Regions from separate parts of the Mus musculus genome. Here all the other regions are linked to region 3. A link is a contact called in public HiCAR-type and promoter capture Hi-C data. All regions are on one chromosome and are shown on one strand. The core of a region is the stretch at or near the end of the contact, and the rest is flanking DNA. Distances in the headings are between cores, read along the strand shown. Region 1 holds the start of Hsd17b10 (hydroxysteroid (17-beta) dehydrogenase 10). Region 2 holds the start of Acot9 (acyl-CoA thioesterase 9). Region 3 holds the start of Ubqln2 (ubiquilin 2). Region 4 holds the start of Sat1 (spermidine/spermine N1-acetyl transferase 1). Region 5 holds the start of Phf8 (PHD finger protein 8). Region 6 holds the start of Prdx4 (peroxiredoxin 4). Region 7 holds the start of Huwe1 (HECT, UBA and WWE domain containing 1).

Region 1 (3,103 bases), core at 577-3,076, 1.5 Mb before region 3:
GACAGTCCATGCTTGGTTGCTGTCCCTGAGAGGCTTGCCCTTTTCTGAAGGGAAATGGAGGAGGAGTGGATGGGGAGGGAGGAGGTGGGGGAGATGGAAAAGGTGGGGGCAGAAGGAAGAAGGGGAAACTGTGGTCAGGATGTAATATATGAGAAAATAAAGTAATTTTTAAAATGTAAAAATGAACACAAAAGAGTTCACTATGTCTGTAGTAAGTGTATTAGGCCAGAGAAGAATGCTTTTTTTTTTCTTTTTCAATGCAGTCCCAGTGGAAGAACTGCCTCCCCCCCCCCCTCTTTGAGACAGGGTCTTGTCATGTAGTCTACTTCTGACTAGCCTAAGATTGGCTATGTAAACCAGCATGGCTTCAACATTTGCTATAGTTATCCTGCTTCTGCCTCCAGAACACAAGGGTCAAAGTTGCTGGGAACACTTCACATGACACTTGGATTGTGGTCTGGGACTGGTAGGATGTCTCAGTAGGTAAAGGTGTCATCACCAAGCCTAATGATCTGTTTGATTACCAAAACCCACACGATGGAAGGAGAGAATCAAATCCCATAGTTGCCCTTTTGACCCTACACAGTATACAAACACACACACACACACACACACACACACACACACACACACGAAGGAGGTGGTTAAAAAATAAAGACTTCTAATCTGGTGCTAAATCCTTTGATAAAGTAGTGACAATCAGTATACTTATACTGCTATCAGCAACCAAGAGTACTTGAGGGGTGTTTTCCTTGACAGGGAAGTAGATGGGAAAATACTTAACATAGAAAGGACATAATGCAGTTTTATAGGCAGAAAGTGTAGGCTCAGATTTGTGGACCTGAAGACTTTGAGACAAAATATGGATGGAAGACAGTTTAGATGTCCACCCTCAAGTTCCTAATTGACTGAAAGGTAGTCTAGGATAACCAGAGACCTGAGTTTTTAACAACATTTTCTAGATGAGGTCCAATCTACAATGTGTGATCTGGGCATTGAACATAGAAACGGAGCAAAGGATGAGCTGATTAGAGATGTCCTTGACTCTGAGTTTGCTTTCCAGAAGTACATGTTTCATAAGGCCCACTTCCTATCTCTAGTTCCTAGTGACATGCCCTGCCCCTGCATAAAAGTCTAATCCTGCCTGGCCGCTCTCTATCCTTGCTTCGACTTATTTATCTCTCTGTTGCCTGTCTGTATTTCAGAATCTTCTAGTCTTCTCAGCTATACATTCTGGAATCTGTACTTGGGCTGTTTGTAGCTCTATAGTAGAGTACTTGCTTAACCTCGGGGTTTGATTTCATCACTGAAAAAAAAAAAAAACAGCCTCTACGTCCCTTTAGTTGTCTATACTGTAATTTTATCTTTTCCTAAATGAACCGTGTCCTCTTTGGAAATATGGACCTTGTATTACACCCTGTGTATGCCCAGGACCTGGTACCACATAGGAATCGATTTCATTTACACTTGAAAGCTTTCCTGAGAAAGGGATTCAGTTTCTGAAGGGACTCAGTTTCTTCGCCCTGTCTTTCTCCGGTGGAGCTGTCTGTCTACCAAAAGATCTGCTAGAGAGCAGGATGAAGGAGTAATGATTTCAAGCTGGAGCCGCTAGGTTTTTCTACAAAGGATAGGTTCCTAACCCTGGGATCTAAACTTTTCCCTTTCCAAGGTCCGGGACAGCAGGCCACACCCCTATCTTCCCCACCCTCCTCTGCCGCAACTGCTCCCCGCCCCCGCGACAGCCGCTCCACCTAGTAGGCGGCTCTGCGTCGGCCAATCAGCGAGAGCATGTGCAAAAGGCACTAAAAGCCCTCCTCTGGTGGCGAGGCTTGTGCAAGATGGCTGCGGCAGTTCGGAGCGTGAAGGTAGACTGCTCTGTGCCTCTAACCTTTGTTTTTATGCAGGCTAGGACTGCGCGGGCAGGAACAAGAGAGGAGATATCGGTGCATGGAGAACGCGTGGTTTTGCGGTGGTTGGGCTCAATCGGTGAACAAGCAATGTTCAACTACATCTGTGTGTGAGGGGTCACAGAAAAAACATTCCTGGGATGAGACACGCCCCCGCCCCCCAAGTTTCGTCGCTGGGGGAGAGGAAGCACATTTAGGTCACTGACCGTCCCCGCTTCTTCTTCGCAGAACTCTAGAATTGGCAAATGAAAAGGTGGGGAGTGGTCTGGATAATAGCAGTTTACCTAGTACCTTTTCACAGGGCTTGGTCGCGGTAGTAACTGGAGGAGCCTCGGGCCTTGGCCTAGCTACGGCCAAAAGACTGGTGGGACAAGGGGCCACAGCTGTACTTCTGGATGTACCTGACTCAGAGGGTGAAGCCCAAGCCAAGAAGTTAGGAGAAAGCTGCATATTTGCCCCAGCAAATGTGAGTCGTGACTCTCCTCGTGCACGAGGAAACTTGGGGATTCCTTCCGTAAGAGTGGTATCTGGGGTCGGTCAGATGGCTTAGTGGTTAAAGGCACAGGATGCCATCCATGACACCCCCGTTTGATCCCTGGGAACCACATGGTATAAGGAAAGATCCAACTCTGACCTCCACACGTGTGCCCTGGCAGGAACATTCCTGCACACACACACACACACACACATAAACGGAAGGCGGGGGGGGGGGGGTGGGGGGTGGGGGGTGGGGTGGGGGGGAGCGGGGCGGGGCGGGACTCATTTCCTTTTAGCTTTGGACTGGAGTCTTGGATACTGTGAGAGCCCTGCAGTAAGAAAGCTAAAGCCGGGCTCAGCACTATGGGGATGAGAGGATTGGACACACCAGGATTTCCTGGAGAAGATATGTTCAGTTGGAATGCATATCTTGCCCAGACATTTTACATTTACAGAGTTAAAAAACTTCAACTCAGCAGGTAGGGATTTTTTTTTTCTTTTAATGCTAGGTCATGTTCCTGTTATTTTCAGAACTGATCGTATTGGAGTACAGCTTGGTGGCAGAGTTCTTGCCTAGCATGTGGGAGGCACCTGGGTTTAGTCATCAGTACTTGCAAGAGAAAAAAACCAGAAGTGTTTATAGTGCCCTGATCTGTATTAACTGAGAATAACCCGAGGCATATGAATCAAGAGAATACAGATTGGGAAATGTTTTGCAA
Region 2 (3,205 bases), core at 488-2,987, 1.8 Mb after region 3:
TAGCTTGAAAGCCGATGACATAAACTCCCAGGAAAATTCTTTATTTAAATCAGATATCCAGAATCTCTATTAGCAGAAGGGATTATGTTTATTAATACTTTTCATTCATACTTCATGGGTGAACTGTAACATAGTATAACATTTAGCTAGTTCAATGTTCTACTTGTAGTGAAGACAGTGAAAATGCATTCGTTAATCTATCATTAGGCATTTTACATTTTTCATTATATGTGGAACACAAGTAAGAAAATGGTGAGTTGGCAGATCACTTGTGTAAGGACAGTGAATTTCATCATGGCATAATTGTTGCATGTTTTCTCCACAGTTACATGTTTTCTATCTGGCTTTGTGACTTACTTTGCCTTCTATCCATGCTTTCCAAACGGTGATACATCTTAAATGTCTTACAATGGCAACAAGAACAACGATGAGACATAGGGGTTGCTAAGACATTAAAAGAATAATACAACACATTTATTTTTATGTGTATTAGTCTTTGCTTGCTTGCATGTATGTATGTATGTATACTATGTGTATGGCCTGGTACCTGCAGAGGCCAGAGGAGGCCAACTGATCCTCCTGAAAGTGGTTGGAGCTGGCACATGGGTACTGGGAACGGAACCCTGCTCCCCTGCAAGAACAAGTGTGCTAACTAATCTTTCTAGCCTGGTTAAAGGACTAAGCTAGAGACACACATGAATGCTAGGTGGCTGATTTTAATAGGGCTTTCCTGACTTTAGAACTAATATTAGCTAAGTAGTGAGACATTTCTCACTTTAGATATTATCTTCAGTGGAGTCTATGGGGTTCATTGCTCAGGACTTATTTTCTAAGAAAATGCTTTGGAGTCTCATGAAGGGTCACTTAAGTAAACTTGTATAATTAGTAGATTGTGACTCAGCACCTGGCCATGTGTCTGAGTGAGGGAATTCCTCGGAGGTAAATTAGACCTTCTCATAATTGATGAGTCTAGGAATGTGCCATCATGCCTAATTCTGAAAACTTCCTTTCTTCTGTCCTTTTTCTCCTTTTTTGGAATTGGGACTTGAACCCAGGGACTCTGGCATGCTAGGCATACACACTCTGCCACTTAGCTCTATCCCTCAATCCTTTTTTTTTTTAACCTTTCATTTTGAGATTGGAGCGCAGTAAACTGCACAGGTTGGCCTAGAACTTTGTAATCAGGCAGGTCTTGAATTTGTGATCTCCCAGACTCAGCTTCCTGGGTTGCTTGGATAACAAGAATGGGCCTCCCTTGAAATTCTCTTCAACTTAATTTTTCTTACTAAGCTTCATCTTTTTAAAAACCAAAACGTCAAATAAAAACAGGGACACTATTTCTTACGGCCTAAACCTCACTTCAGCCCTGGTTGGCCTCTAAGTGGTAGCAATTCTCTTGCCTCAGTCTTCCTACTTCTGGGAAAATAAGCAGGGTACCCATATTTTGAAAAGCTGCTCATATGATGCCAAGGGCAAGAACTACAGACTGGGAGTAAAGGTTCAAGTGTCAAAAATAAAAGAGTTCTACCAAGGTGGAGGAACGAGGTGCTTTGCTGAGTGGTTCATTTACTTAACAATGGAGGGAAGAGCCCTGCTTATAAATAAGTCTCCGACCCCACCTAGCTGATTGAGTGGGAAATTCCATTGTCTCGGTCTCCAGTCTCCAGCTGCAGACCAATCAAATAGCAGGACCCGCCATTCTCTACGCAGAAGTCCCGCCCCCTGGCGGCACAGCCCTACCCCGGGCAGCGCAGCCCCGCCCTTCCTGCAGTGAGGCCCTCCCTATCCCGGGCCCTCTTGTGGCGTCACCTAGAAGGTGGGAACCAAGATTCAGTCCGGCGCGGTTGCCGGTGTTTGGAGGTGTCCTCACGCTCACGCTCTTCTGCTACCGGTTTGTCTCTACCCGGGAGGACCTTGGTTGTCCACCCGTGGGTAGGCAGTGGAGTGCCATGAAGCGGGCAGCGATACGGTAGGTGGCAGGGCGTGGAAGGGCGCTGCCCCGGAGTGCCCACGCCTTCCCCTTTGAGGCTCGGAGCCTAGCGGGGCGGAAGAAGCCGCGGGTGGGATGGGGGTGGTGGATATTTGGCTTGGGAGGAAAAGGCACCCAGTGCCAGACCCCGTCCTCCGGCCTACCCTGGAAAAATGCCACCACCCTACTTTAGCGACAGCTGACACTTTTAAAAGGGAAGACGTTGGGTGTTCCCTTGAAATTCCTATCCTTTTGCTCACCAGGGGTGTGGCTGGAATCTTGGTGTAGCCCCTTTTTTCAAAAGCCAGTACTTTCAGTTCTGCCTTGCCTTGCGAGCACTTTTCTCTTAAAAAAAAAAAAAACATTTTGGGGGTTAAGTGCATGACACACTTGGAATCTGTCTTAAGTATGTTATCATACTTGTAAAGACTGTAGAGACCATTTGGCTCTCTTAAGCTGATTCATCTGTTTGGTTTAATTTTATTTAGATCTATTTTTTATTATTTTATGTATGAACATTTCTCTTGCATGTGTGTCTGTGTCCCACATGCCTGCCTGGTGCTTGAGAAGGTGGTGAGCCTCCATCTGGGTGCTGGGAATCAGGTCTTTTTGCAACAAGTGCTCTTAACCACTGAGCCAACTCTCCAACCCCTTGTTTGTTAATTTACTCTTTTTTTTTTTTTTCTGAGACAGGGTTTCTCTGTGAATCTTTGGCTCTCCTGGAATTCACTGTATGTAGACCCAACTCATCTCAAAATCAGAGATCTGCCTGCCTCTGCCTCCCCAGTGCTGGGATTAAACACATATCAACATCCTGTTTGTTTTTGAGATAGAATTTACTGTGTAACCTTGGCTGGCCTAAAGTTGGCTATCTATATATATCGATATCTATCTCTTTCTTTATCTATATCATCAACCAGACTGGCCTCGAACTCACCATATATCTACCGTCCTATGCTTCTCCAGTGCTGGCCTGAAGAGCTTGAGCCACCACTTCCAGCTCTTATCTGTATATTTATTTATTGCTTTGAGATCTCTAGCCAAGAAACCAGGTAATACTAGCAGGCCTCGGACCCATGTCAAGTCTGTCAGGTTTCAACTTTTCTAGTGCTGGGATTTACAGATGTATTTTCTCGTGCCCAGTTTAGAACATGCCTTTGATAAGCAGCAAGGCCTTGTAATGAAAGTGCACCCTTGGACCACATAGGCCATTTTGGTAGATCTAATTTCCAACTG
Region 3 (3,310 bases), core at 507-3,006:
GCTCCATCAGTGAGCAGCAGCCCAGCCCTTCTAGCTAATAGAATATTTTATATACATATGTACATATGTTTTAAATACCATAGATATTTACATTTGATGTGTGTCAGTTAATTATGTTTTGATATGTATTTAAAGCAAGTATACTTTTCATTGTACATTATATCTATATGAGCTCTTGCATATATAATGATTTTTGTACTAGTCATGGGTATAATGGCCCTGTATTTTGTTTTACACTGAGATTTATTAAGGTACTGTGACGTAATGATTTTGAAATGCTGTTAAATCATCTCTAGGTTTTTGTATGGGAAAAGGATTTTCTGTGTTCAAAGCAAGAGAAATAAATGATTTCAGAATAATTTCTTCTATAATTCAGGTTTTCTATAACAGTAATACTCCATTTTTTGTTTTCTTTATTTAATCCATAATGATTATGTTAATTTCTGCCACGACTATTGTGTGCCTGTCAATTTTTACCTTTACTCTTGTCTGAAAATAATATTTGTAGTTTTTAAAAATCATAAACGCAATGCATATTTATTCATCAAATTCACAATCTTATAAAAATAGAAAATAAGAATTATTTACAATTTCAGCTCTTACTAATAATTACCTTTATCATAATGGAGTATAGCCTTTCAGATTTTTTTCACACATACAGTCTACAAGCTTTTTGATGCTGACACCTACACACATGTATTGTTTCCATTTGTTAAGAAAACCATAAAAAATAACCCCAAATATCGTCTATTATTTTCTCCTAACTACAGTGCATTTAATGTATTTTTTAGAGACATGTAATACTACATGAATTAGCCACCATCTTTTAGACACAGGGATTATTTTATTGTATGGCAAAATCATAGTATTCCTGTCACAGACCCATTTAACTAGCTAAACGCTATTTTTTAAAATGCCACGTTGTTTATATATACTTTTCGAATTGATTATTAGGTCTTTCTAAACAAAGGTGCAAATCCTTAAAATGTCCATTTGTATTTTCAAACTGCCCCATTACAACAATTCATACTACGACTAGCATGAGAGTGCATTTTCTCGGCTCCTGGTCAACAAGGTTTAACGTTCTTTTTTTTTTTTTTATCGCTGCCAATATGATAAACCCGAAGGAAAAATCTCATTGTGTTTATTTGAATCCCTTTGATTAGGAGCGAGCCTCATCTTTTCAGAAGCCTGTTGGCCGTTTCTCGGCTTCTTTTGTAAAATGCTCGCTCCCGCCATGCCTTCCCTTCCCCCAACCGGGCGCTCATTCTCCCTTTTTGCTTTGTCAGAGTTCTTTACTATTCATTTTTCGTCCTTTGCCTGGGATCGGTTCAATTCAGGCTTTCATCCTTTCACTGCCTCCCAGATTGCGAACCCACATTCTCCATTGGTCTTTCAGTGGCTGCTAAAGAAGCTGCCTCCCTCTTCCTCCTCCTGGCCTCCTCCCTTCCCCCCTCGCCTCGCCCGCCTCGCCTTGGTCCCCTGGCTTTTCTCTCCAGCCTCCTTCCTTTTCCTTCTCTTCCCCCCTCTCTTTGTTTATTTCTCCCTCCCTCTCCCTCTCCCTCCCTCCGCCCCCCCTCCTCTGCAGGGCAGGAGTTTTGCGCTCGGCCGCGAGACGCTCGCTGGGCTGGCGCCGCGTCAGCAGGGGGCGGGGCGCGGCCGGGGGCGGGGCGGGGCGGGGCGGGGCGGGAGCGCGGGCGCCGCAGCTGCAGGAGTCGCTGGGAGTGCGCGCGGGCAGATCACAAGGCGGCGGCAGCGGAGACGGCCTGCAGGACCTGCTCTCTCAGCCCTCAGCCGAGGCCTACGCCGAGCCGAGTGCGCAGCCGACGACCGGGAGGAGCCGCAGCCTTCAACTCTGAGGTACTGTGATCCGCGCTGCCCGCCGGGCCGCCCCAGTCCGCTGCTGCGGCACCTCCTTCCCTCGCGCCCTCTTCGCTCGCCAGCGCCTTCCCTGTGAGCCTGCGTCACCGCGGCCGCCATGGCTGAGAACGGCGAGAGCAGCGGCCCCCCGCGCCCCTCCCGCGGCCCTGCGGCGGCCCCAGGCGCGGCCAGCCCGCCGGCCGAGCCCAAAATCATCAAAGTCACTGTGAAGACCCCCAAAGAGAAGGAGGAGTTCGCGGTGCCCGAGAACAGCACCGTGCAGCAGTTCAAGGAAGCGATTTCCAAACGCTTCAAATCGCAGACCGATCAGCTCGTGCTGATTTTCGCCGGAAAGATCCTGAAAGATCAAGATACCTTGATGCAGCATGGCATCCATGATGGACTGACTGTTCACCTGGTTATCAAAAGCCAGAACCGTCCGCAGGGCCAGGCCACCACGCAGCCCAGCACGACTGCGGGAACGAGCACGACGACCACGACCACCACCACGGCGGCGGCGCCGGCGGCGACGACATCATCGGCTCCCAGGAGTAGCTCCACACCTACCACCACGAATAGCAGCTCCTTTGGGCTGGGAAGCCTTTCCAGCCTTAGTAACCTGGGCTTGAACTCGCCCAACTTCACCGAGCTTCAGAACCAGATGCAGCAGCAGCTCCTGGCCAGCCCTGAGATGATGATCCAGATCATGGAAAATCCCTTTGTTCAGAGCATGCTTTCGAATCCTGATCTGATGAGGCAGCTCATCATGGCCAATCCACAGATGCAACAATTGATCCAGAGAAACCCAGAAATCAGCCACCTACTGAACAACCCAGATATAATGAGGCAGACGCTGGAAATCGCCAGGAATCCTGCCATGATGCAAGAGATGATGCGAAATCAAGACCTGGCTCTCAGTAATCTCGAAAGCATCCCAGGTGGCTACAATGCTCTGCGGCGCATGTACACTGACATTCAAGAACCTATGCTGAATGCCGCACAGGAGCAGTTTGGGGGCAACCCGTTTGCCACGGTGGGGAGCAGTTCCACCTCAGGGGAAGGTACTCAGCCCTCCCGCACGGAGAATCGTGATCCGCTGCCCAATCCTTGGGCACCACCGCCAACAACCCAGACGGCTGCGACCACCACCACCACCACGACCACAAGCAGTGGCAGTGGCTCTGGCAGCAGCTCCAGCAGCACCACCGCCGGGAACACCATGGCTGCAGCTAATTACGTGGCTAGCATCTTCAGCACCCCAGGAATGCAGAGCCTGCTGCAGCAGATAACTGAGAATCCCCAGCTGATTCAGAATATGCTGTCTGCGCCCTACATGCGGAGCATGATGCAGTCGCTGAGCCAGAATCCAGATATGGCGGCCCAGATGATGCTGAGTAGCCCGCTGTTCACTTCGAATCCTCAGCTGCAGGAGCAGATGCGTCCACAGCTC
Region 4 (3,592 bases), core at 652-3,151, 1.7 Mb after region 3:
ACAGCAGTGTAGAAGAGGAAATACTTGCAGTTTACCAACTCTTGCTTCCTTAAGGTCAGAAGACCAGACCAAAAGAACCATGTTTACTTTCAGAACTTGCCCTCCCACATATAAATTTTCAATTTACTTCCCCCACTCTTTAAGGCAGGAGAAATAGCAGTAACCAGAAACAGGTGTTACATAACACCCACATACTTCTAAAACTTAGTTCATCCCTTACGTGTTCTGATTATCTTCGAGCCTAAGGAACAAACATCAGAAGAAAACTCAAGAAAGCACCCACCCAAACAACTTCCCCTTTTAGCCGTCTCCTGACCAGTCAACAAGGGCCAGCAAAAAAAAAAAAAAAAAAAAAAAAAAAAGGTGTCAATACATAACTAAAAATAATAATTAACAACTGACTACCTCATAAGGAGTGTCAATTCAATTTCAAATGGAGGCAAAGGTTGCAAATTAGAGGCAATGGTTGCAAATTAAATTTTCTAGCCATTTTGTATTTCTTTGCAGACAGACAGGAAGCGAAAATAAATTTCTGATCTACTGTGTTTTAAGTGTGCGATAATAGGACCTTACCTCATTTATCATGATCATCTACTTTATTGTGTAAAGGGTCTTTTAGTTACCTCCCCGCCCATCCATGTACACAGAAGGGCCATGTACATGGCGAAGCTAGAGACTGTAACCTGAAGATTGGGACAAATTAAAGAAAAAAATGTGATTTAACACAATTACAAAAAAAAAAAAAGTTAGGTTAGGGTCAAACAAAAACCATTTTATGAAACGGAATTACAACAAATGACATTATAACTAACTTTTCCGGGTTTCTACAGAACTTTGATACTTGCTCAAACAGCTCTCTCATAACCCGCCCTATTAGAAAGTACACTACACATATATTTTTTTTCCTCAGTCATTTGCACACTGGCTGGTTGTTATTTCCAGCCAGCTCCTCAGTAACCTCTGCCCGCGTAGTCACGGGTTCTGCCCAGTAGGCTCTACGGGTTTGATATAACATTAGTTCTCTCTGGCTTCTCGACAGGGATCAGGGGTTACCTTCAGGGGTCCAGTGCTCTTTAGGCACTTCTGCAACCAGGCAGTGGTAGAAGGGGTGTTCTCCAAAGCCATCCTCTTGGAGATCTGTAAGACAGGGGAGGCAGAGACAGTGAGAGTTGACCTTTGGAGGTGCCAGGAAACAGATATTACCCGCCCCTCCCCCTCCCCCGCCACGCCTTGTTACCTTTCTCAGTTAAAATGACTTGATCTTCCATGTATTCATATTTAGCCAGTTCCTGGGGACGACATATAAAGAAAAGGACAATGAAACTCCTGGCCAGCCTAGCCAGCTCACGGGAAGAGAAATGGGGCAGGCAGGGTAGAGCGGTGACTGAGTCCTGCCTGGCGCCGAACAGCCGAGCCTGACCCGGGCTGGGGTTGGCAGGCCAAGAAGGCGGAATTTACTGGCCTGGCTGCGTCTCAGAACTGCAGATGAGGATTTCCCCGGTCAACAGAGCCTCCCCTACCCTCTGCCCTAGGGAGAGCCCGGACTTTTACCTACCTTGATCAGTCGCAGGATGTCACTGCAGTCAGAGGCAGTGGCTGGACGGATCTTAAATTTAGCCATTTTCGTCTTTTGCTTTTCTTCCCTTTGCGCACCAGGCCCCTGTACTTGAACAGCAGGAGGAGGTGGTTCCTCATTCGTTTCCCGGGAGCGTCCTCTTCTCAGTCAGGCTGGCACCATGACCCGGCGAACCTCAGTATAAGACAGAAAACTGGCAAACTTACTTCGGGGAAACTGCGCAGCTAAGAAGTGGCAAGACGGTGCCTTTTAAGTCCGCAGAAGCTCCTCCCTGGACGGGGAGCCGGAGAGATCGCGACCAGTAAGGATGAAAGCCCGCCGAAGCACCGCCCTCTGTTCCAGACACTGCCCTCTTCCGGGCTCTCTCGTGACACCCATGGCGCAAACCCGGAGGGCGGGGTAGGGCGAGGCGCGCTGCTGCCTTTCTAGCCTCATGTCCTCTAGCGGCGCCTTGCGGATCCTTGCCGGAAGCATATGAATGCCAGCTTGTCCCCTGGTAACCTTCCTAAATAGAACATGTGGATTGCCTCTGTGACCCCGACATTGCCGAGAAAAGCAAACTCAGGAAGCCCAGCTTTAGGGTATGACAGAAAGATGAGAGCAGCAGCCATTCTCAAAGTGTCGTCTGGAGGCATAATTTCCTTTCCTCTCTAGTAATTTTCCACAGGCAGTTCATTGAGATGTGGTGATGTCACCATTTTCATGACTAAAGAAAGGTGTGGGTTTGAATCTTGTTTTAATTTTGAGACAGGGTCTCTCTATGTAGTCTTGACTATCCTGGAACTCACTATGTCACAACAGGCTGTCCTAGAATTCACAAATCACATAGATCTGCCTGCCTCAGTCTGCCCAGTGTTAGGATTAAACATGTTCACCACAGCCTGCTATTCTTGTATGTTCTAAGGTCAGTTCTTAGGATCCCTCGATTGCTTTCCTTCTAGCTTAGTGGTTCTCAACCTGTAGGTCACAACCCCTTTGGGGTCATATATCACATAGCCTGTATATCAGACATTTACATTACAATTCATAACAATATAACAGCAGCAAAATTACAGTTAAAAAGTAGAAACAAAATAATTTTATGGTTGAGAGTAATCCACAACATGAGAAACTGTATTAAATGGTTGCATTATAACGAAGGTTGAGAACCAGTGTTGCAATGGCTAAATTTAAAATGTTATCTTTCCTTCCTTCCTTCCTTCCTTCCTTCCTTCCTTCCTTCCTTCCTTCCATTTATGTATTTATTTTTTGAGACAAGATTTCTCTGAGTAGCCTTGTCTGTCTTGGAACTCTGTACACCAGGCTGGCCTGGAACTCAGAGATCCTCCTGCCTCTGCCCCCCACCACCTGGCAACATTTTCTTTCTTACTCCTCCCGCTTTCCTTCTTAAATATCTGTTCTTCCTTGTGGACTTTCCTTCTGAAGGAGAGAAACACTTGATAATTCGCTTTAATGATGTATGCCATCTTACATTATTGAAGAGTTGATTTCACTGCTTATAGATTTTGAGGTCTGGAAGTTTTCTTTCTACACACTTATATCTGACCGTCTCTCAGCTTTCTTTGCTATTGAAAGCTGTTGTTGTCCTTACTTGCTCCAGTCCATGCACTTCTTTTGTTTCCTTTAACTTTGTTTGTTTGTTTTCGAGACAGGGTTTCTCTGTGTAGCCCTGGCTCCTTTAACTTTTTATTTTGAAATAATTCTAAACCTACTGAACATGTCACGATATCATTACTCTAATGATTACAGGGATGTCTGGCTCTGTGTTGTTTTCTATCATTTTTTGTTGTTGTTGTTTTTGAGACACGGTTCCTCTGTATAGCCTTGGCTGTCCTGGAACTCACTCTGTAGACCAGGCTGGCCTTGAACTCAGAAATCTGCCTGCCTGTGCCTCCCGAGTGCTGGGATTAAAGGCGTGTGCCACCACGCCCGGAGTTTTCTATCATTTTTAAAGGTAAGAAAACTTGAGACCAACATGTTTGGGAACAGTTGGGTTTGCCTATTCCTGGTCATACC
Region 5 (3,324 bases), core at 459-2,958, 2.0 Mb before region 3:
GTCCTGGAACTCCCTCTGTACACCAGGGTGGCCTTGGACTCACAGATAACTGCCTGCCTCTTCCTCCAGACTGCTGGGATTAAAGGCCTATGCCACCATTGTTCATGAACCTTATTTTTGTATACAGTAGTATTAAACTTTGTTTTTGAGCTGTGATTTCATGTATCCCAGGCTGGCCTAGAACTTTTGTAAATAAGGATGACTTTGAACTTTGGGACCTCCTGAGTACATGGGCTACCACCCAAGGCTTATGCAGTTCTGAGAATTGAACACTGGGGGTTTGTGGATGCTAAGCAATATCCTACCAACTGAGCTGTATTGAGGGCCTTAGCAAATCTTTATATATCCTCTTAGACTCCCTGCAGCATAGCTTACAACAGCAAGCAGCCCATGAGGCTTAGCTTATTTTACTCTTCATTTTCTTTCCTCCCTTTTTCCTTTCTTGTTAAAGTTGTCACTCTCTTGCCCCATTCTCTCAGATGGTTTTTAAAGAGTTCTCCACCAGATAATAATCACAGCACTCAAGAAGCCGAGGCTGAGGTGGAAAGGAAAGGAGAAATGAGGAAACAAGAAGAGGGAAATTATTTTTCTCTGACAAGGACACTTTTGTCCCTGTATATGTTTGCCAGAAAACTGTTTTACACATATTCTTTTTTTCCACGCCACTCTTCCTCTTTTGGTAAGAAAATATTTTTTTCTAAAATTTCTTTATTTTTATGTTATGTGCTTTGGTGTTTTACCTGCATGTGTGTCTTATGTGAGGGTGCCAGGCCCCCTGTTACAGACAGCTGTGAGCTGCCATGTGGGTGTTGGGAATTGAACTAGGTCCTCTGGAAGAGCAGCCAGTGCTTCTAACCTCTGAGCCATCTCTCCAGTTCCAGAAAACAACTTTTAATACAGTTTATTCTATAAAGTAATGAGATCCTGCAAGAAAGTGATACAGCAAGAGAACTAGGGATATTTCATTAATGTCTGAAGAAAAAACAAAATCAAACAGTGCCACCTTAAAGCAGTCAGAAAATCCTGGTACAGATATATGGAAAGCCGTGAACTGATTTTTGCTTCTCATGGAATTGAACCTGCATGGTTCATGACAGAGACCCTGGGAAGAGCCTGCTGGGGGAAAGAGGTTTTTTTGTTTTATTTTGTTTTTTTTAATTCCCAGGCTCTCAGATCACTTTCCTTCTCTAAACCTGTTTCTTCATTTGGTGATAATCGCAGTTTTTTTCCTCTCACAGAGTGAAAGATTAAATGATAACTCCAACCGTGGGAAAAGGACCTCGTCCACTATCAGGGCTCAATGGACAGGAGCCTATCCCCCAAGGCTGAAACCCGCCCCCGCAGCCCTATGTAACACTTCTGCCGCCCGGAGCCACGGACCTCACCTCCTCTCGGAGGAGGAGACTAGCGAGGGGCGGCGAGTGCTAGGGGGGCGGGCGGAGGAAGGTGCGGGTTTGGCTTTTTTTTTTCCAACTCCGTGTTTACCCGGGGTTACGGAAGACTTACGCTCCAGGCCCCACTCAAAATGGAGCCAAACTACCGCCTCGCCTAAGATGGCGGCTCCTCCGCCTATCAGCTCAAGGTCTTATGCGCCATTGGGCCACCTAGACGAGGCGCAACATCCTAGGCTCCCTCAAGGTGTCGCCCCGCCCCATGACGTCACGCAAGAGCCGCCGGCTTGACGTGCCGGGCTCCACCTTCACCTCCCGTGCCCGAGCCTCGTAAGATGGCGGCGGGCTCGTCTCTTTCCCAGAACGCCGCCACTCTCAATATGGTAGCTGTTTACCATATCTCTCCACCCCTCTCCGCCTCAACTGCCTCGCGATTTTGAATAAACTTTATTGATTGCTTTGAATCTCCTACAACCCCCCGAGAGTGGCTTCTCCCGGCGACCTCTCCGGCGGTCTTTCTCCAGCCGCCGCAAGCCTGTCTCGCGAAGGGGGCAGCGACAAAGCCACTTGCCAGTGCGCCCGGCGGCCCCGACCCCGACCCCCAGCCCCGGCTGAGACCTCGGTCTCTAGAAGGCTCTGAGGGCCAGACGGTGGGAGGGCTGAGGTGGACACTGCCCGAAAGCCCCGTCAGAGCCCGGGCACTGCGTGACGCGGCATGTGGTTTCTAGGAGAAGGCAAGTCAGCTTCACAGTTTGGCAGCGGCAATCCCAGCATTCAGCGCGCGCCGCCTCGGGCCGGAACTGCCCGGCCAGCCTGTGCTTAGCGCAGAGCTGGGTTGCCCCGGAGCGAGCCCAGCGGCAGGCGAGTCTCTGGGGCTGAGCTCTGTTCCCTGAGGACTTGCCCCCTGCAGCCTCGGGCATGAAGAGAGCTCTGTAGCGTTTGGGACCGTGGACATTTTTTATCAGGTTTGGGGCATAAAAAAGGTTCCTGTCAGTGTGTGTGTGGGGAGGCGTAGAGAGCTCCTCGTAAGTTTTGGGGGCTGCAAGCAAGCTGCGTTCTAATTTAAGACGAGACGTCTGTCAGGTGAGGGGTCCAGCCGAACCCTCGGCGGTCGGAGGGGATTGCAAGGCAATGCCTGCCATTTGGAGCTGTGGAGGGGAAAACAAATTCTTCGCTTAGTTTCGCGGCGGCGAGGAGATTCTAGTGGGTTTCCTGGGGCTTCGAAGAGATCCTTTTCAGTGTCAGGGGGGGAGATGAGCTCCCTGTCAGCTTTGGAGTGGAGGACGAAATTGCGGTTTATTTCATTTTGGAGCAGAATGAGACTCCTTACTGCTCGGGAGGGAATGATACTGAGAATGACGAAAAGGATCATTTAAACTCTCCCAACGCGATCCCAGGACTGTGATTTGAGTTGGGTGCCTAGTCTTGTTTGTCTTGTTCCCGAAGGCTTTGGGGGGTGGGGTGGGGGGGCGTAATTCGGAATAACCTGCGGAGACCTTCAGGGATTTCCGCATCTCTGCTTCTTCCTATTTTGGGGGGCTAGACAGGGTCTCTGGTCTCTCCCTCAGCTTCCCTCTTCCCAGCCTCATCCTTTATGCCGCGGTTTGCGTCATAATAAAGGGAGCTGAGAGTCCTGGGAAGCAAGAGGGCAGTGAAGAGAGGGGGTTCAGTGAGGGATTAAATAAGCTTCCCGAAAGCTTTCAGATATTTACATGAAACCCGGAAAGAAGTTGTCACTGACTTCAGGGCCAAAGAAGGTAGGGGTCTGGGGGAGGCGTTTGGAAGGCAGGGCAGAGCAGATAGCAGAACGTTCTTGCTGTTCTTTCCAAGTGAAAGAAATCCTGAAGGGTGGGTGGACTTTCTCCACTTAACTCCTGCACTCTCACCAGCTGTGTTGAGTCCTGGCTCGGTTACTCCCTTTTTCAGAACTGGA
Region 6 (3,564 bases), core at 62-2,561, 1.8 Mb after region 3:
TTTGTCAGATCTGTCCAGTCCCCATGTCCAAAAAATTGACCCCAAAATGTTAAGTATAACTATTGTTTCACTGAATACTAGCACAGAATGTGCCACAACCACCAAAACTCAAACACACACTCACAGAATGCCAAATAATCCCTAGGAAAAGTGGGTTAGGGAAAAGCAAATAATATATGGTCTGTGTCTGTGTCCCCTGATCACTTTTTTGGCAATCTTAATATCCAGATGCAGCAGGCCTCAATTTTCTCACTATCTTCTTAGTCTGACGTGTCTTTTTCTGAGAGTGGCCACTAGCTTCAAACACTAGACAGAAAGACAAATAATGAAAAGCCCAATTGGCAGTACACAAGATTTACCACCAACCCAACTGTGCCTCTTCCGCCTCTTCCCCAGTTTCCCTCCAAAATACTCCATAAGACTTGTTTTTTTTTTTTTAAATAAACATCTATTAACTCTACAAAGTTTGGGGAGATGACTCTCAATAACAATCTTTATAAGCTAAGAGAAAAAAAGTTTGACCTCCTGACCATTTTGTTTAACCACTTTTCTGTTTAACCAAACTTTCTGTGAATCATTATTCAACTTATCAATGTACTTTCTTCCCTGGAAAAAAGAGATAGGACGGCTGCAGGCACTTTCGAATATGTAAGGAAGTATTTTAGTTTGCACAACATCCTCCACGACTGTAAGCCCGGGTCTAGAAACACCCCCATCTGCGGCTTTGGGGGTAACCGCTACCTCTCCCGAAATCTGTTCAGAGAAACCCATTTCTTTCTTCACACCAGGAACCCACCTCCAACCTCACACCCACAAAGGCATGGGGTGGACCGAGAACTCCCAGGCAGCCTTGGGGGGGGGGTGCGGCCCAACTCCAGCCCCACCCTTTTGTAGCATCCACAATTAGGGTCTAAGATTCCTCGAGTTCTACCTCCTCCACCCAAACTCGCAAGGCACCACCTACTCTTGGCTTTGCTTAGATGCAGGGAGTGATCCGCGACTGAAACCCGGGACGCCTCCCCGGGGTACACTTGTCCACCAGCGTAGAAGTGGCACTCATTTTCGCGGGTCCGGAACCGTTCATCACTCTCCAAGCCTTGCAGAGATTCGGTCCGCAACAGGAACAGCAGCAGCGGCGGCAGGAGCAACACCAGCTTTCGGGTCCAGCGACGGGACGCCGTGGTCCCGTCCAGCAGCTTGGACCGCGCCTCCATGACCAAGCAAGCGCGAAAACACGTCCCTCTGCTAAAGCACAGAGTCCCCTGCCGCCAGGCAGCCAGCTAAAACGGCGCGCTGGAGACCGCGCGACCAAGGGCGCGGCCTCGCGAGACTTGCTCCGCCCCACTCCGCCCCTCCGCCACGTGGGCGCAAGCTCCGCCCCCCCCAGTGGGCTTCTGCGCCTGCGTCAAAAGGAGAGCCAAGCTGAAGTGTTTTCCCAATTTAACAAAAGAAGTTTGCACGGGTGCCTAGTGACTGATCTCCAGAGCACTGACTGTCCCTGTCCTTGAAGGTGTACTTCCAAGTCCATCTCTGTAACAGAGCTTCCCTACCCCTCACATCATCCCCTCACAAGTTCACACTAACCTATGTGCCTGTGAAGGACTTAAAATGTAGACTTTTCGTGGTTATTTTGAGACAGGGTTTCTCTGTGTAGCCCTGGCTGCCCTGGAACTTGCTCTGTAGACCAAGCAGAGATCTACTTATCCCTGCCTCCCTGAGTGCTGGGGATTAAAGGCGTGTGCCACCACAATTTATACTTCTAATTAAGGTCACTTTCATGCATCTCATTTTGTTTTTGTTTTTGACAGATCATACTTGTATGCACTTACAGGGCACCATCTGAATGAATATAACATGGAATGTAGTCACCAACTCATTTACCTTTTTATGGGGAAACACCCAAAACAGTTATTTTGAAATATACTGGTTGACTATATTTGGCCTGTTGATTACTCTAGGTTTAGGAGGCTGGGGGCAGGGGGTGGGTGGGTTAGGCCATGGACACTACAAAATTGCTGAACTTAACAGACATGTATGTGTCCCCTGAACCTCCGGAGTGATTTGCCTGTACAGTGCCAGGACTCATCTTTTCAGCTCTTTTCAGTCCCAGAAAAACTTGAGAGCAAATAGCTAACCATTTATTTTCCTCCAACAGGCAAAAAGAAGTTTGGGGGAATTAATTTTGCTTCAAAGATTTGCTTTTCCAGTCAAGAGCTGTAAAGTTCGTAGTCACCCCTCATAGCACAGCATAACTACCCATTACCCATCGAGCCCTCTTCCTCTGCTGCCTTGCCTCTCCTACCTATGATACACTAGGGCATGCCCAGCCGCCCTTGAGTTATTGCCCCAGCGCCTAGGGGCTCAGTCCCACTTTAGCTTGTCAGACTGAATTGTGACGTCACCTGTCTGCTCCCTCAGCCCTAGTGCTGCCTTCATGAACTCCAAACCATAACTGATTTACACCCTGTTCATCCTGTTTTGAAAAATTACTATTTAAATTTTTTTTGTCTATATGTCTGTTCACTGCTTGTGTGCCTGCTATTCATAAAAGCCAGGGGAGGACATTGAAAGATCCCCTGGAACAGAAGTTACAGACAATTGAGAGCTGCCACGAGGGTGCTGGAAATCAAACCTTTGTCCTCTGGAAGAGCGTCCAGTGCTCTTAACTTCTGAGTCATCTTTCGAGCTCCCTAATCCCATCTTGAATATAAAACCTCTGACTATGGACCGTTATTATGTCTGCTCTCCCTTCCTCTACACGTTCGATCCGTTAATCCCTTCAAACCATACTTTCCCAAAGCTTAATTGACATATACTTTATGACTATTAGAACAATATTCTTTTCCTTACAGCGATCTATTACTAAACTCCGTGACTTCTCTCTCTAGACATAGTCTTTTTCAGTTTGGTGAAAACTCAAGAGATAAAAGGGTCTAATCTGAAAAGTGGTATCTCCTGGCTAGCCTTTCTCTTCCAGTAGGAATTATAGGGTAAGCGGGCGGTTTGGTGACTTAAGTGTGTCCCAGGTATGTATGTTTTAAAACCAAATGCGGTGCCACAGGTCAGGATGCAGCAGAGCTCACTCAGTCTTAAAGCATATGTCCAGGATATTTCAGTTCCCAGAAGCCCCCTCCCCCCGCCCCTCGGAGAATATGCTTACTCATTACAGTTTCCTGTAACTCTTCGCTTTCTGGAGGTCCGTAGATGATAGGCCTCTGACGAGGTAGCTCTCGTTCCCATTCTTCTCCTTCCCTAGCCTCCTGCTCAACATGGAACGGAAGTGGGACCCTGGGAGTTCGGATATGAGATCCAGAGACTCGACTGTGGCTCATGCCACGTGAACGGCAACGGTGATCCATGGAGGCTGTAAAATAGCCACTAACCCTAGTAAATTGGAGGCCCTGAGCTGTGGCTCTAAGTTTGAAATTAGTTTAAAAAGCTGGGAAAGAGTGATATATATATATATATATCCCTACACCTCTTTTATCTTAGGCTAAGTTGAGATGTCCCAGTTGGTACCAGGGACCACTCACCAGCCCACTGGGGAGAGTGACCAGGTTGGTC
Region 7 (3,344 bases), core at 204-2,703, 1.7 Mb before region 3:
TAATTTACACTCTCCAACGTAGTACGATATTGCCTATTTTTCCATAGCTATGCCAACATGAATTGTTACTTATCTTTATATCTTTTCAGTTATACAGTAAAAAATCACATGTCGTTGCTTTCATTTTACTGCTGTTTGAGCATATTTTCATTTTTCTAATTACAAAAGTCAGTAGTTAAATATGAACAGTCTTGTATATAAGCAATAAACATTTTGAAATTTTAATACCAACCCCCCCACTCTAAATTTCAAGAAAAATAAAAATATCTGGAAGTAAACTATAAAACTTTCAGGAATACAATGGAAGAACGTTTGCATAAATGGAGAAGGAATATCAGGCTTCTGCATAGGAAGCCTCTATTCTGTAACGATATTCATTTTTCTATATTGATTCAAGCAGTTGATGCAATTCCAATAAATATACTAAGTTTTTGGAACTTGACGATTCTAAAGTTTATGAGGGGGGGATGGCTAAGAATAACCAAGAAAATGTTTTTAAAGATGGGGGTGCTTGTACAATTAAACTGTACTCTGAAGGAAGCATGTTTAAATTAGAATAGACAGAACAATGGATTAGAATGGAAAAGCTCACAAACGGGCCAGACTGGATCCCGATTTATTGGAGAAACATTGTTGGTTAGACATGCAAAAACTGCCATATTAAAATCTCCAAGCGCCTTTCTCCCCACCCCAAGCTTGAATTTGCTTTTGAGGGCAGACGCCTTTGTTTGGAGAAAACCACTTTATTGGGTCTTTTTTGTTATAAGGTAAGGAAAGCCTCAATATTTAAAACTGGTGACTCCGGAGGTAGAACTAATGATATGAGCTTTTAGTGAAAAGATGGATTCAGGTTAGCCTGCAGTGCGGCGAAGGAAGAAGTATGGATATTAGAGGTCTTTAGATTTTTCCCCCCATGTTTTGAGCACAAAAACTGGTGTGTCATTGTTTCCATTTGCATTTGTGTGTTTATTGTAAATTGAACATCTTTTATGCGTTAGTTAAGACTAGCACGTTATTCCTCGAGGCAGGTAACAATGGGAACCCATTCTTTTCGCTTTCGGAATGGAGTTTGGCTAATTGGTACAGCCCTGCTGGAAGCGTGAGAATAAACAGGTTGACTTTTTAAGCACTAGGCAGGCTCCAGACACCTAAATCGGGGGCGGAGGTAGTTTTCAAGACATGGCCGAGATTTGGCGCTGAGCTGTGTCATCGCGAGGTTTGGTAGCAAGCTCCGCAGTGGGTCGGAAACCTCGTGGTAAGCGAGATCCCTAAAGGACGAGAGCTTCCTCCCTTTCCCCGAAAAAACTCCCAGTCATTTTCACGAAGCTCCGCCTTTCTCCTTTTTAGGAGCGTGCACCTGGTCTCGCGAGATCTCATGTTTCCTAAAGGCGAGGCGCGGGCGGTCTCCTGCGGTGAATTACGAAGGTCTCGGCGAGGCTGAACGTAATATCGCGATAGTTCCTACGGCGCATGCGGGAGCCGGCGGCGGCATGCTGGCTCCGCCCCGTAGTGCTCCGTGAGGTTGTGCGTCATTTGCTTTTCGCTTCGCGTGGGGTGAGAGCGGAGCGGTGGCGATTTGGGGTTTGGTGGCAAGCGAGGGTTGGGACGGGCTGGGCTCAGTTTTTCCTGGTCCGGTGGAGGTTCTCCTGGGATCACGCGAAGGCGGCGGCCGAGGTTGGCTACTGAGTGCAGGAGCTGCGGAGGCGCGAGCAGCGTCTTCTGGTGCTGCCGTTCTTAGCCGGTGAGTTCTCGCGGGAGCAGGGTTACGTCCTCGTGGGGATTCGCCGGCGGTGGCGGAGATACCTTGGGGGTGGGGGGGCAGTGACTAGGGTCGGGCCGCCTGTTAAGATGGCGGCGGCGGCGGCTGCCTGTCTTGCTCTTACACGGTACCAAGGGGTTAGCTATCCGCGTTTGTGACGCTTCTCAGGTACCAGACGTTAAGGAGATGACGAATGGCGAAACGTCGTGGTGCCGGTAAATCCTTCCTGAGCTGAAGACCATCCTGTTTCTTACCGGTTAAAGCGACACCATTTCCCCCGGCCTCTGCCTCGTGTGGGCCTGCCTTTGCCCCACCAATCGCTCTTCGCCTCTGTTTTCGTCGTCGCAGTGGGCGGGTTGGGAAGTGCGGGAGGGAGTCCATAGTTCATTGGGTAGTGGGCTGGGGATTAGATTAAAAAGTGGGAGAGAGGGACGCACCTAAGATTGTTCTCATAATTATTGCGCGCTTGCTGCTTCTCAGCCCTTGCAGCGACCCATATGAAACCCCTAGTTTTTCTTGATCCGAGGTGGGCTCTGCTTCCCTGCTCCCGCGGCTTTCGGGCTAAGGTTTGAGAGGTCAATCTGTAGAGTCATTAGAGTACCTTCCCTTTCCCAAATTCTGTCTCCCTGTCAAATCGCTCAGCTACGTGAATATCGGGATGCATTATTAAGGGGAGAAGTTAAAAAAAATCCTATCACTCCTCCTCTGTAGTCCTAATTTAGAGCCTAGCCTGAATCATCTACCCTGTCCCATGTCCTTCCGTGGTGCTTTTGGCGCAGATGTTAAAAGAGCTTATCTTATTCCCTGCATTTACTCCATCTTTGTGGATGGATCAGCAGTAACCTTCCATTTTCCTAGGTCCTCTTGCTTGTTTATCCCTGACGCGGGGACAGCGTACTGATTTCTTCAACTTTGAATGTTTTGAGACCATACTTGGGCAGAACAATAAACGGGTCAGTGGTCGGATAATTGCAGTCTTAGTGGTCTCCTTCGTGCCCCCACTAGGTGAAACTTTGCCTTTCCAACCCCTTCCACGCTACAAGCTCTGGGACCCGCCCCCTTTCCCGCCTATGTTTCTGTAGTCTGCTGGTCTGTATATCTTTTTGTTTTGTTACAGCTAACCAACATTTAAGAACTAAGTCTCACTTCTTAATCCTTATATTTCTCTCTTAACTGCTCTTCCTCCCACCCCCAGGAGCTGAATCCCCTAGCAAGGTGTCGACCCCCAGTACCTTTTCCTTCCTCCAGGAGTTTTACCCCTAAAACAGTCACGCTCCTTTTAAATTTAAATTTACTTCCTTTCTCCTCAAATCACTTCTATTATAGACAATTAATTCCCTATCACGTGTTTCCTTTGTAGATAACATGATTTGAATTACTTTTTATTTAGCACCAGTGTTGCATAGATTGAGGAGATGCTGCCAACATTTCCAATTCATAGGAAGCAGCCTGATTTAGAAAGTTAGTGTTTGCTTCCAGTTCACATTGAACTCATGACCTTGGGCAAATTACTTTTCAGATTTTGTTTGTTTATATAATGAGGGTAGTAATGCTTACCTTGTAGAAAATTTGCCTCAGAAAGTTT

The links. Promoter capture Hi-C pulls out the DNA fragments that hold promoters and counts their contacts. HiCAR-type assays count read pairs that join an accessible place to other places.
Region 1: a promoter capture Hi-C map of erythroid cells shows a contact between it and region 3, with 17 times the contacts expected there. The contact joins the promoter of Hsd17b10 here to the promoter of Ubqln2 in region 3. A contact is called at or near these places in 1 of 39 promoter capture datasets (erythroid cells) and 1 of 115 datasets of contacts at active chromatin or transcription factors (astrocytes).
Region 2: a contact with region 3 is called in a promoter capture Hi-C map of pre-B cells. The contact joins the promoter of Acot9 here to the promoter of Ubqln2 in region 3. A contact is called at or near these places in 3 of 39 promoter capture datasets (cranial neural crest, erythroid cells and pre-B cells).
Region 4: a HiCAR-type map of astrocytes shows a contact between it and region 3, with 2.3 times the contacts expected there. The contact joins the promoter of Sat1 here to the promoter of Ubqln2 in region 3. A contact is called at or near these places in 2 of 39 promoter capture datasets (cranial neural crest and pre-B cells) and 1 of 115 datasets of contacts at active chromatin or transcription factors (astrocytes).
Region 5: a contact with region 3 is called in a promoter capture Hi-C map of erythroid cells, with 36 times the contacts expected there. The contact joins the promoter of Phf8 here to the promoter of Ubqln2 in region 3. A contact is called at or near these places in 2 of 39 promoter capture datasets (erythroid cells and pre-B cells).
Region 6: a promoter capture Hi-C map of pre-B cells shows a contact between it and region 3. The contact joins the promoter of Prdx4 here to the promoter of Ubqln2 in region 3. A contact is called at or near these places in 3 of 39 promoter capture datasets (cranial neural crest, erythroid cells and pre-B cells).
Region 7: a contact with region 3 is called in a promoter capture Hi-C map of pre-B cells, with 7 times the contacts expected there. The contact joins the promoter of Huwe1 here to the promoter of Ubqln2 in region 3. A contact is called at or near these places in 2 of 39 promoter capture datasets (cranial neural crest and pre-B cells).

Annotation. Positions count from the first base shown.
Region 1 is chrX:152,000,070-152,003,172 of GRCm38.p6, forward strand. Hsd17b10 (hydroxysteroid (17-beta) dehydrogenase 10) reads left to right here and starts at 1,827. Exons shown (of 6, transcript NM_016763.2): 1 at 1,827-1,865; 2 at 2,209-2,373. The coding sequence starts at 1,839.
Region 2 is chrX:155,260,706-155,263,910 of GRCm38.p6, forward strand. Acot9 (acyl-CoA thioesterase 9) reads left to right here and starts at 1,738. Exons shown (of 15, transcript NM_019736.4): 1 at 1,738-1,969. The coding sequence starts at 1,950.
Region 3 is chrX:153,496,476-153,499,785 of GRCm38.p6, forward strand. Ubqln2 (ubiquilin 2) reads left to right here and starts at 1,757. Exons shown (of 1, transcript NM_018798.2): 1 at 1,757-3,310. The coding sequence starts at 1,979.
Region 4 is chrX:155,214,548-155,218,139 of GRCm38.p6, forward strand. Sat1 (spermidine/spermine N1-acetyl transferase 1) reads right to left here and starts at 1,902. Exons shown (of 6, transcript NM_009121.4): 1 at 1,556-1,902; 2 at 1,238-1,289; 3 at 1,054-1,137. The coding sequence starts at 1,621.
Region 5 is chrX:151,518,964-151,522,287 of GRCm38.p6, forward strand. Phf8 (PHD finger protein 8) reads left to right here and starts at 1,709. Exons shown (of 22, transcript NM_001113354.1): 1 at 1,709-2,474.
Region 6 is chrX:155,337,149-155,340,712 of GRCm38.p6, forward strand. It overlaps Prdx4 (peroxiredoxin 4), which reads right to left and starts at 1,312. Exons shown (of 7, transcript NM_016764.5): 1 at 965-1,312. The coding sequence starts at 1,214.
Region 7 is chrX:151,801,829-151,805,172 of GRCm38.p6, forward strand. It overlaps Huwe1 (HECT, UBA and WWE domain containing 1), which reads left to right and starts at 1,454. Exons shown (of 83, transcript NM_021523.4): 1 at 1,454-1,741.